Linked DNA regions of Rattus norvegicus: all the other regions are linked to region 2. The links are chromatin contacts, called in public Hi-C maps. All regions are on one chromosome and are shown on one strand. Each heading gives the region's core, a stretch centred on a gene start, on an enhancer-like site or on the middle of the called end of the contact. The rest is flanking DNA. Distances are from core to core; before and after follow the strand shown. Region 1 holds the start of Manbal (mannosidase beta like). Region 2 holds the start of Blcap (BLCAP, apoptosis inducing factor). Region 3 holds the start of Ghrh (growth hormone releasing hormone).

Region 1 (3,324 bases), core at 755-3,254, 200 kb before region 2:
TGGTCTATATAGAGAGTTCCAGGCCAGCTGGAATGACACAGTGTGATCCTGTCTCAAAAATAAAACACCTCCAAACAAAAACCACTGTCTTTACCCATACATATTGGGCCCTTCAGGTCAGTCCTGTAGACATCATCTTTCTTTCTTTTTTTTTTTTTTTTTTGGGGTTCTTTTTTTCGGAGCTGGGGACCGAACCCAGGGCCTTGCGCTTCCTAGGTAAGCGCTCTACCACTGAGCTAAATCCCCAGCCCCGACATCATCTTTCTTTAGCTTTTCTTCACACACACACACACACACACACACACACACACACACACACGCATGTACACATGCATACACACATATAACACATGCACACACATGTACACACATACACACATGTACACACATGTACACATACACACAAACACACGCTCATATATAAGAATGTTTTGGGGTTGGGGATTTAGCTCAGTGGTAGAGCGCTTGCCTAGCAAGACCAAGGCTCTGGGTTCAATCCTTAGCTCTGAAAAAAAAATGTTTTGCCTCCATGTATGTATGTGTACCATGTGTGTACTTGGTACACACAGAGACCAGAAGAAAGCTTCTGATTTCCTGAAATTGGAGTTATAATAGATTTTGTGCCAATATATGGGTGCTGGGAACCAAACTGAGGTCCTTTTGTAAGAGCAGCAAGCACTCTTAACCACTGAGCCCTCTCTTGAGACCCTAGTTACTTGCTTATTGCTGTTATGCTCTGACAAAAGAAACTTAGGAAGTTTTGGCTCATGGTTGACAATTACAGTCTGCTGTTGGGAGGAAGTCACAGCAGCAGGAGTTTGGGACAGCGTACTTGAGGATTCATCCTCAGCATTAGAAAAGAAAAAAAAAGAAAACCCAGAAATCCATCTACTCAATTGATTTAGGGGTTGGGCATGGCTTAGTAGGTAAGAGTGCTTGTTGACCAGGCCTGAAGGTCTCAAATACCCAAAATAAAAAGCCAGGCATGGCTTCACATACATCTCGAACGCCAGTGCCAAAGCAGGGTGTCTACAGGATCCCTGGGGCTTTCCCAATCTCAAGGGAATAAGGTGGAATATAATAGGACACCTGATTGACTCCTCTGGCCTCAGCATGCATAGGCACGTGCACATGTGTGCATATGCCATACCCACCAACACCCACTCACCATACACATAATTAAAGGATTTAGGGGTCAGAGCCACATCAGCTGACATGGGACTGAAGGATGAATCCTAGAGATCATTTTATCTGCCAAGCTGAGTTGTTGACTGGAAGCTTGGCAACTGCCCATGTGAACCTATGTGGGACTTCCCAGGAATGGTCCAAGAGCAAGCAAAGAGGAAGTCACAATGTTTTTCTGTCTTCATCTCGGAACTCAAGCTCTGTATTTCCCCAATATCCTATGGGTCACATTGGTCGGCATGGGAGGAGACTGTAAAAGGCTAGACTATCAGGCACCAATAACATCACTGTCCATTATAGAGGCTGGTTACCACTCACTGCCTAAACTCGGCCTCCATTCTTAACTCATTCATCTCACTTAATCAAATACCTGTTATTTGCCTTCCAAACATTTATCACATTATAGATTCTATATCTACTATGTAACTTACTCTGACTATAAACTCCACGGAAATCAGAGATGTTCACGGGTCTCTTTTTAATTTATTACGGTGATTTGGTTTTGTCTGAATTATAGCATGTGAATGTGTCCTACCCCCTTATATTGTAGGTCTCTGGCTCAGATTTAGAACTGAGTTCTAAACAGTGTGGAGACCGTCTGTAATCAGAAAGGAAAATTGCTCCAAGTTCAAGGCCAGTAGGGACTACACTGTGAGACCTTGCCTCAAATCAAACAAAAATCCATTAAAGCTTCAACCTTCAGTGTGTATTTAGGAAACAGCAGGAGGAGGACCGCGAGGAAACCGTGGCTCCGATAAAGCCCGCTGAACGGAATCTGCGGCTGTCCGGGGCACATCGCTTCCGGGTCACAAGGGATCACTTCCGTTGCGGCGGCACGGTGTTACCGGAGGTAAGTAAGTATTCAGGTGCGGGTTACGGGGCCGGAGCTTCCTGGAGGGCGGGATCGGGACGGCGCTACGGGTTACAGCGGCTTCCTGGGGCTGTGGACGAAAGTTACTTGCGATGGCAGTCTGCGTTCCGAGGAGACTGGGACCTTTGCCCGGGCCCTCGCTAGAGTTCTTCAGGGCCAAGGCCCAGCCTACCCTCCGCCAGGTGGAGCCCGGACTTGGTCTGTCGGGTGTGCCCTGTGTTGCTATGTAACCTAGGGCATCTCGCGTTTCCTCTCCCGGTCGGTCTCCTCCTCCGCAAAGAGCGCACATAGGATAAGGATAAGGAGGCTATGAATGTATAAGTTCGTAGGTGCAGTGTGTGCTTGAGAGAAAACTCTTGTCAAAGAGAGGGACGGTGAATGCAATAGCCTCTAACTTATCTGCGGTTTCAGTTACCTGTCACCTGAATACAGAAAGTGGAAGACTCCAGAAACAAACAGCACAAGGCTGGCTTTTACTTGGTGTGTTTTGAATAGCGTGTTGAGAGCTCAGTAGTAGAGCCTTAGTGTGCTTGAGTCCCACATTCAAGCCCCGCTACTGTTCTTCCCAGCCCTAGGAAAGTTAGCGTGATGACGTTTTACCTCTTCCGTCCTTGCACATACATCATCTTGCTTGGAGTAGCCTTCTATATATGCTCCCTACTCATTAGTCACTTAGAACAGCCGCCTGAGTTCAGGTAACCCTTATATCAGCACAAGAGTAGTAATGATAGTCTTTGGGGTTTGCCAAAGCAAACCCAAACACTGCTACTGTTAAGTAAAAAGGTGCTTTTTTACTAAAAGAAACAGTTTTTGTTTTTGCTTTTAATTTAAAGATCCAAAGATCCTTAAGTTAAAATTGCTAAAAAATCTTTGGTGAGAACAAAATGTTTGTTTGTTGTTTGTTTGTTTTTCCAAGATAGGGTTTCTCTGTGTAGTCCTGGCCTTCCTGGAACTCACTCTGTAGACCAGGCTGGATTCACGTCTGAGATCCACCTGCCTGTGTCTCCTCAGTGCTGGGATTAAAGGCATCAGCTACCACTGTCAGGCAAAACAAATCTTATATCTGTGAAATTATGAAGAAGAAACACTTGTGTTGACTATGGTATTGCACCTCTGTAATTTTAGCATTTGCGACTTGAGGCAGAAGAATAGTGAATTTGAAGCCAGCCTGGGCCCAATTGTCAGACCTTGTGTAAAAGCAAATTAGGGTTGGAGCAATGGCTCAGTAGTTAGGGTACTTGCTGCTCTTCCATAGGGCCCAGTTTCCG
Region 2 (3,327 bases), core at 770-3,269:
CAGGTTGTGAGGAAGTGGACTAGCTTTACAGCACCACATGAGACCCCAGGCACTGATGCCAGAGAAGGCTGAGTCTCGCCTGCCTAGCCCAATCTCAGCAGGGAGGTCACTAACGACCAAAACTTTGAGAGATGTGGGTTCTGGGAGACTTGTATGTCTATCTGTAGAGTAACTGAATTGTGACTGAAATGTATTTGAGGGACAGGACAGGGATTAAGATTTTTGGCTTTGACTCTGGGGCTGGCCAAAGATAGCTTAATTACACAGAGGCTTTGAAGGAAGCAGGCTTGCTGCTGGCTACTTACTAGATATCTACTTTCAGACTCGGATGGCTCCAGGAGCCAACACCCTAAAGGAAGACTCTGAGCTGGCAGTTAATCTTCCCCTGGAGATTTAAATGTACACACACACACACACACACACACACAATACTAGTTTACCAAAGTCTCTTTTTTCAGGTGACCACTGACTTCTTCCATATGCCAGAGAAACATTGTTACCACAATCTTCTCTGGAAATGATCCTGTCCCCTTCCCTCCACAGGGCTCATAGCACAGCAGGACACAGATTCCTGAACATTCCCAGGCAGAGCCAGAGCCAGAAGACAGAGAGGAAGGCAATACAGGGCTCTTGGTAGATCACACAGTGACAAGCTTGAACAGAATGCGTGTGTTTCCAAGGGAACAAGAAAAGAGGGCGGCCTAACTCTCATTCCCCCTTGGAAATAACAGGTAAGAAGTTAAACTGTTTTGGCCACAACTTTAAGATGACCATTTTCAGATTGAGAATTGATCTGGTTCCTGGAAACTGACCAAGGTTCCAGAAACCCCATCTTTAAACAGGAACTCATGCCATTAATGAATCTTGAGTTAAACAAGCAAGCTCGATCTAACACTCGTCATGGGCGCATAAAATGGAACTTTTTTTGGGTCCTGGCTTCGGTGGTGCAGTTCAGATGGCTGACAGGATGATTGGACCATGTCAGGCAGGGCAGAGAAGCTGTCCCCAATACATCAGTACCCTGAAAGGGACAAAAGAGGATCCGAACCTATAAACAGAAATAACCTATAAACTAGAACAGGCCCCAGTTTCCCAAGTGAAAAGAGACATGAGACCTAGAAGGAATTAAAGGTGGTTTGGCAGGAGGGAGGAAAAATCAGCTGTCCCCATCCCCCATTCTTCCTTTCCAGGCCAAGGCAAGTGTGACAGGCACTCCATTCCTTCTGCTGCCCTTGAGGGCCACTCCCCACACACTGGAGGGGGAACCGGTGTCCAGACTCGACGAAAAGTTGCTGAGAGTGAGAAGCACACCGGACCCGAAGCAGATGGTCACCCTAATACTCCAGACACAAAAGAGAGCGTTCGGGGCCCACTTCTACCTTCTCCCCACACTCCTTTGGTTGGGGGGGGGGGGAGAGGGAGAGGGAGAGGGAGAGGGAGAGGGAGAGGGAGAGGGGGAGGGGGAGGGGGAGAGGGAGAGGGAGAGGGAGAGGGAGAGGGAGAGGGAGAGGGAGAGGGAGAGAGAGAGAGAGAGAGAGAGAGAGAGAGAGAGAGAGAGAGAAACTGAAGAGGCGAGGAAGAGTGTCCGGCCTCCCAGAAGCTGAGCCTCTTGCCAAGGTCCGGAACAGAGGAGGTGGTGGTCGCGCCCGCCCCTCCCAGCCCCGTCCCGGGAGCGCGCTGACCTTGGAGGCCAGAGTGACAGCTAGGAACCCCGGAACCCACCCAAGGGACGGGAAAGGACTCCCCCTCCCCGCCAAGGCCCAGGTTGGGGCGAAAAGGGGAGGTCACCTGACGCCAGACAAGGGTGAGTCCGTACCCGGCCGCGCGGAAAGCCCGGGCGAGAGGCCAAGCAGCGCCTAAGGTGACCCCGGAGGGCTAACATGGCGGCGCAACCGCGCCGAGTGCCTCTCACCCTGCCCAGGCGGGCGACGCTACGATACCTGCGAGCCCCGCCATGGCACCGCCGCCACTGTCGCCGTCGCTGTCGCTGCCGCTGCCGGCCTCCACCTTAGCTCGCCACCGACGCCGCAGGAGCTGGGGAGACGCCCCCTTCGTCTTCTAGTGAAGCGGTCCAAGGACCCCGTCCAAAATTGGGCTGTCCGCCGCGGACGCCTGACAAACTGACTCAAAGCGAGGCTACTCTCAGGCACTTTTGCCTCAATATCGGCCACAAAATGTCCTTTCGGAACTTTTTATGGACTTGAATAAAATTATAGGGCACTGAGGTCCTCAAGCCCGTGGAATATTTGATCAGGCGCAGTTTGGGCAGCCCCGAACCTCTGGCCCATGGTCTCCTTCATGCATATGCAGCAGATTGTGATCCTTACTCTTTAAGAGCTCAGCGGGCGAGCGTGGTTTAGTTACGCTGATGAACCTGATTCCCCAGAATCTCTAAGACCTAGTGGTTTGTGCACTCTGGGAAAACTTCTCGTGGCTCAGATCTGGCCCTTTCAACCATGGTCTAAGCACGTGGTTCCTTCTGGGTGATGAAATGGCTTGCCCCAGGCTTGTTAAAAAGTCTAGATGAGTCAGTGTGGTCACTTACTAGTTTCTTAGCCAAGTTCCTGAGCTCATACTGTGCGCAAGCGCAGTGCTAGAGGTTAAGGAGGTAGACTTCTACTCCTGACCCCAATTTTCTCAGTCAAGAGGTGCGAGTGAGTGTTGGGGGACAGAGGAGACATTACCGCTGGGTAATCACTTTTATTTGTACCAGTACGTGATTCGTAACTAGGCATCGTGATTCGTAATTAGGCATCGTGGAAGGCACTAAGAGGCAAATTAAAGGAATGGAATCCTAGTGTTTGGAGTGGGTGAGGGTTGGGGCCTTCTTGGGCAGATTGAGTTTGTGTGTTGTGTGAGTGAAGGGATCTTGTTCCAAGGCCATTAACTTTCAGGGTTAGAAGACATGGAGGTGAGGTTCGGGATGGGAGACCAGCTAAGCAACCTGAACGTCCTTCCAGGCACTAAAGTCACGGTGACTCGGACAGGTAGTGACTAAGGGAGCTAAAAGAGATCATATCAAACTGGATGCGGGAAGCATACATTGAGGCACAGGCATTGACACCTAAGCTGAGGTCATAGGTATGAAGAAGAGGTGGTGAGCCCTTGGCCAGGGTGGAAAACAGATTTGACTGTGTGACTCTTGTTTAATTGCTTATGAGTCCTTAAGGATCAGTGTACCTGTACCTGGTCTTCTGTCACTTAACAACAGGAGAAAACAGAGGGCCGGGGAGCTCTGGTTAAATGAATAGTGGGTTGAGCACGGATTCAGAGGCAAATAGTGTTCTTGGGCAGTGCTGATTGGCATTCCAGAAAAACTCTCAGCGT
Region 3 (2,927 bases), core at 395-2,894, 220 kb before region 2:
CCTCCCTCGTTCCCTCCCTTGAAGGGCACAGGAGTTGAAGTGGGGGGTAGGGTGGGGGTCGGAGAGACCTTGGGGAATTTATATCTATCTTCAAGACAGGTGAAGCAGAAGTAGAAAAGGGGGATCCAGGCCATCGAGATGGTGCAGCAGATGAAGGTGCTTACCATGCAAGCCCAGCCACTTAAGTTCCATCCCTGGGAGCCACATAGGGTGGAAAGAGAGGGGACAACCCCTCAAAGTTGTCCCCTGACCTCCACACACACTAATAATAAGGTCAAAAGAAGGAAAGACCCCAGTGAGAGAGCGAGCTACTTTCTGTCAGCCTGGAGATGGGCTCTCGAAACTAAGATTCTCTCTCTCCTTTGCTGAGTCTCCCAGAGGCAAATCCCATCTCCAGGCTCAAAACATACAGATCCAAAGACTGGGGGCGAGAGGTAAAAGAGAGGAAGCCAAAGGGTCCCTGCAAGAGAGGTGGGCAACTGCTTAGTGGAAGAATCCCTACCAAGCATCCACGAGGTCCCCAGTTCTCCCCTCAGCACTGGGAAATGAATGAAGGATTGTGAGAGGAAGCCAGCAAAGACAATTTCAGTAAGATATTGTGGTGCTTGCCATCTCCCTCACCGGACTGTTCTGAAGCAAATCCCGGACTGGTAAATATTTCAGCACGTATCTCAAAAAAGATAAGGGTTCTTTCTTCAACATAGTCAAAATCCTATTATCACCCTTTAAGAAAAAAAAAAAAAAAAAAGCCCTAACAATAATTCCTATGGAGGGCAATTTGACAAGACCTCAGAATGGAAGCTAGGCCTTAAGCTGGGGCTGTCACAAACCCATGATAAGGAATTTAAATTCTCCCAAGATAATTATAGCCAAGGCAAAGAGGAGATTGGAAAGGCCAGGGATTTTAGAAGCTTGGGGGCGGGGGGGGGTGCCCCTGGGAAGGAAATGTTATTTTAAAGGAGGAGGAGGGGAGGGGAGGTATAGAAACATTTGCAGTGCATAAAAGAAAATGGTGTCCTTGAGTTCATTTTTCTCACTCAAGGGCCTTTGGTCATAAATAAGAAATGGGAACCGGTCTGAAGTGAACCCAATCAGATAAAAATAACAAAAGAGATTGACTGGGTTCATTTCCCTCCCAGGCACTGCAGTTTCCGTGCGTTTCACTGGAAAGGGCGGTTAGCCACATTGCTGTTCATCAGAGGTCTGCAGATCCCTATTAACCGCTCAGTGAGGACATTGTCCCTCAATAGGGGCATCAGGAGAGCTAGGTTCAAAATTTAGATGTCGGGCTGGAGAGATGGCTCAGTAGTTAAGAGGTCCTGAGTTCAATTCCCAACCACCACATGGTGGCTCACAATCAACTGTAATGGGATCCGATGCCCTCTTCTGGTGTGTCTCAAGACAGCTCAGAGTATTCATATACATAAAATAAATAAATCTTTAAAAAAATTTAGATGTCTACGAACTTACACTGTGCAGTTGTGGGATCCAGGCGAGCTGGGAGCCTTGACCAGGAGAGATCTGCAACCAGGAAAGCTGACCTGGAGCACCAGTGATGTCCAGACCCTAAAATTCCCATCTTAAGGCTGGCAGGAGCAGGACGCCTCCTTCTCCGTCCTGGGCCTGCATGTTCCAGAGCACGTACATAGCCTTTTGGCCCCACCTCTGCAATCCTTGAGGTAGTCATAACCGGTGGCCAGGTTATAGGTTAAATTTCCTCTCTGGACAAAGTCACGTCCAGACAGCAAGCACCTCAAATTCCTTTTCATGCAGTAAAGCATTCCCTACACCTTGGTCTTGGACAATGACATCCGTTTGCCCTGAGTGCCCCTACTCACTCCCCAAAAATTTAAGTAGCCTTTGTGCTCCCCAGTTGAACGACCTGCTCGATAAAGCCTGCCTCCAGAGAGTCTGTTCTTGGGGGGCTCACAACAGCCTTGAGGTCTCCATCACACCCAGCCGTTCCTGCCTTGATTTCCCTCCCTTTCAGGTCACCAGTCACATCCCTGGCATCATGCCATTCAGGGAAGAGGAGCAGGTGACACCATTACTCTTTAATCTTGGGCAAGTTTGATCCTCTCTCTGAACTGATTTGTGAACCGAGGGAGGTAGACTCCAGATTTGATGCGCCAATAAACTACCTAATAGAGTGGTGTGCAGCTCCTGGGGTTCAGAGCGTGTTCCTGGGATTTGGCTCGATGTTCCGTGGCATCCGCAGAACGCTCCAATAAGCTCAATGAACGGTGTCATGGAGACGCCTGCGCTTATTATGCCAGTCCGTGCCTTGGAAACATCCAGGGCTGTATTCTACAGACCCCTGGAAGGAGAATGAAAGGCAGCCCTTGGGGAGCTCCTGGGAGGTGGCTAGGAAGGCATGCTGCTTGGAAGTTGCTTACAGCCATCTACAGATGGAGTGGGTTGCCCAAAGCTCAGGAAACAAATTGAACAAATCAGCTAAAATGACTGTCCAGTATCCCGCTTCCACACACGGTGGCAGGGAAGGGGATTCGGTGGGTGGTTGCCAGGGACTGAGGACTGCGATGAAGCTGGAGGAGCCGGGGTTGGCAGAGGATGCCGGATGTGACTGTCCTGTTTCTGGATCCTGGGAGAGGGGCCTGTGGAATTGTGTATGTCCAGAGCCTTAAGAACTGGTGTTGGAGAGGAGCCAGACAGAGTAGGCGAGAAACAAAACAGACTCTGTCCTGGGGCGGAAGAGAAGCCCTTTTCCCGAGTCCCGCTTCTGACAGGCTGTGGCATCTGGAGAGAGGAGACTCAGCTCCAGTGGTTCCTGCTTCTACTTCTAGCTCCTCCGGCAGGCCTTAGTGGGCTCCCATCACCAGGTCTCTGCTCATGCAGTCCTCATCCAGGAAGGCAGTTCTTTGTCCCTGCCAGCCTCGGCTCAGAGCTCCGCGCAGACTGCTGCCCTC

The links. A called contact is a pair of places that touch in the nucleus more often than the background predicts.
Region 1: a contact with region 2 is called in a Hi-C map of mammary epithelial cells, with 2.2 times the contacts expected there. The contact joins the promoter of Manbal here to the promoter of Blcap in region 2. A contact is called at or near these places in 1 of 12 Hi-C or Micro-C datasets (mammary epithelial cells) and 1 of 1 datasets of contacts at active chromatin or transcription factors (oligodendrocytes).
Region 3: a Hi-C map of liver shows a contact between it and region 2, with 11 times the contacts expected there. The contact joins the promoter of Ghrh here to the promoter of Blcap in region 2. A contact is called at or near these places in 12 of 12 Hi-C or Micro-C datasets (the A7r5 cell line, the Rat2 cell line, Schwann cells and 7 more) and 1 of 1 datasets of contacts at active chromatin or transcription factors (oligodendrocytes).

What each region holds. Positions count from the first base shown.
Region 1 is chr3:166,453,063-166,456,386 of GRCr8, forward strand. It overlaps Manbal (mannosidase beta like), which reads left to right and starts at 2,005. Exons shown (of 3, transcript NM_001173380.1): 1 at 2,005-2,035.
Region 2 is chr3:166,650,810-166,654,136 of GRCr8, forward strand. Blcap (BLCAP, apoptosis inducing factor) reads right to left here and starts at 2,020. Exons shown (of 2, transcript NM_133582.3): 1 at 1,941-2,020.
Region 3 is chr3:166,430,236-166,433,162 of GRCr8, forward strand. Ghrh (growth hormone releasing hormone) reads right to left here and starts at 1,645. Exons shown (of 5, transcript NM_031577.1): 1 at 1,471-1,645.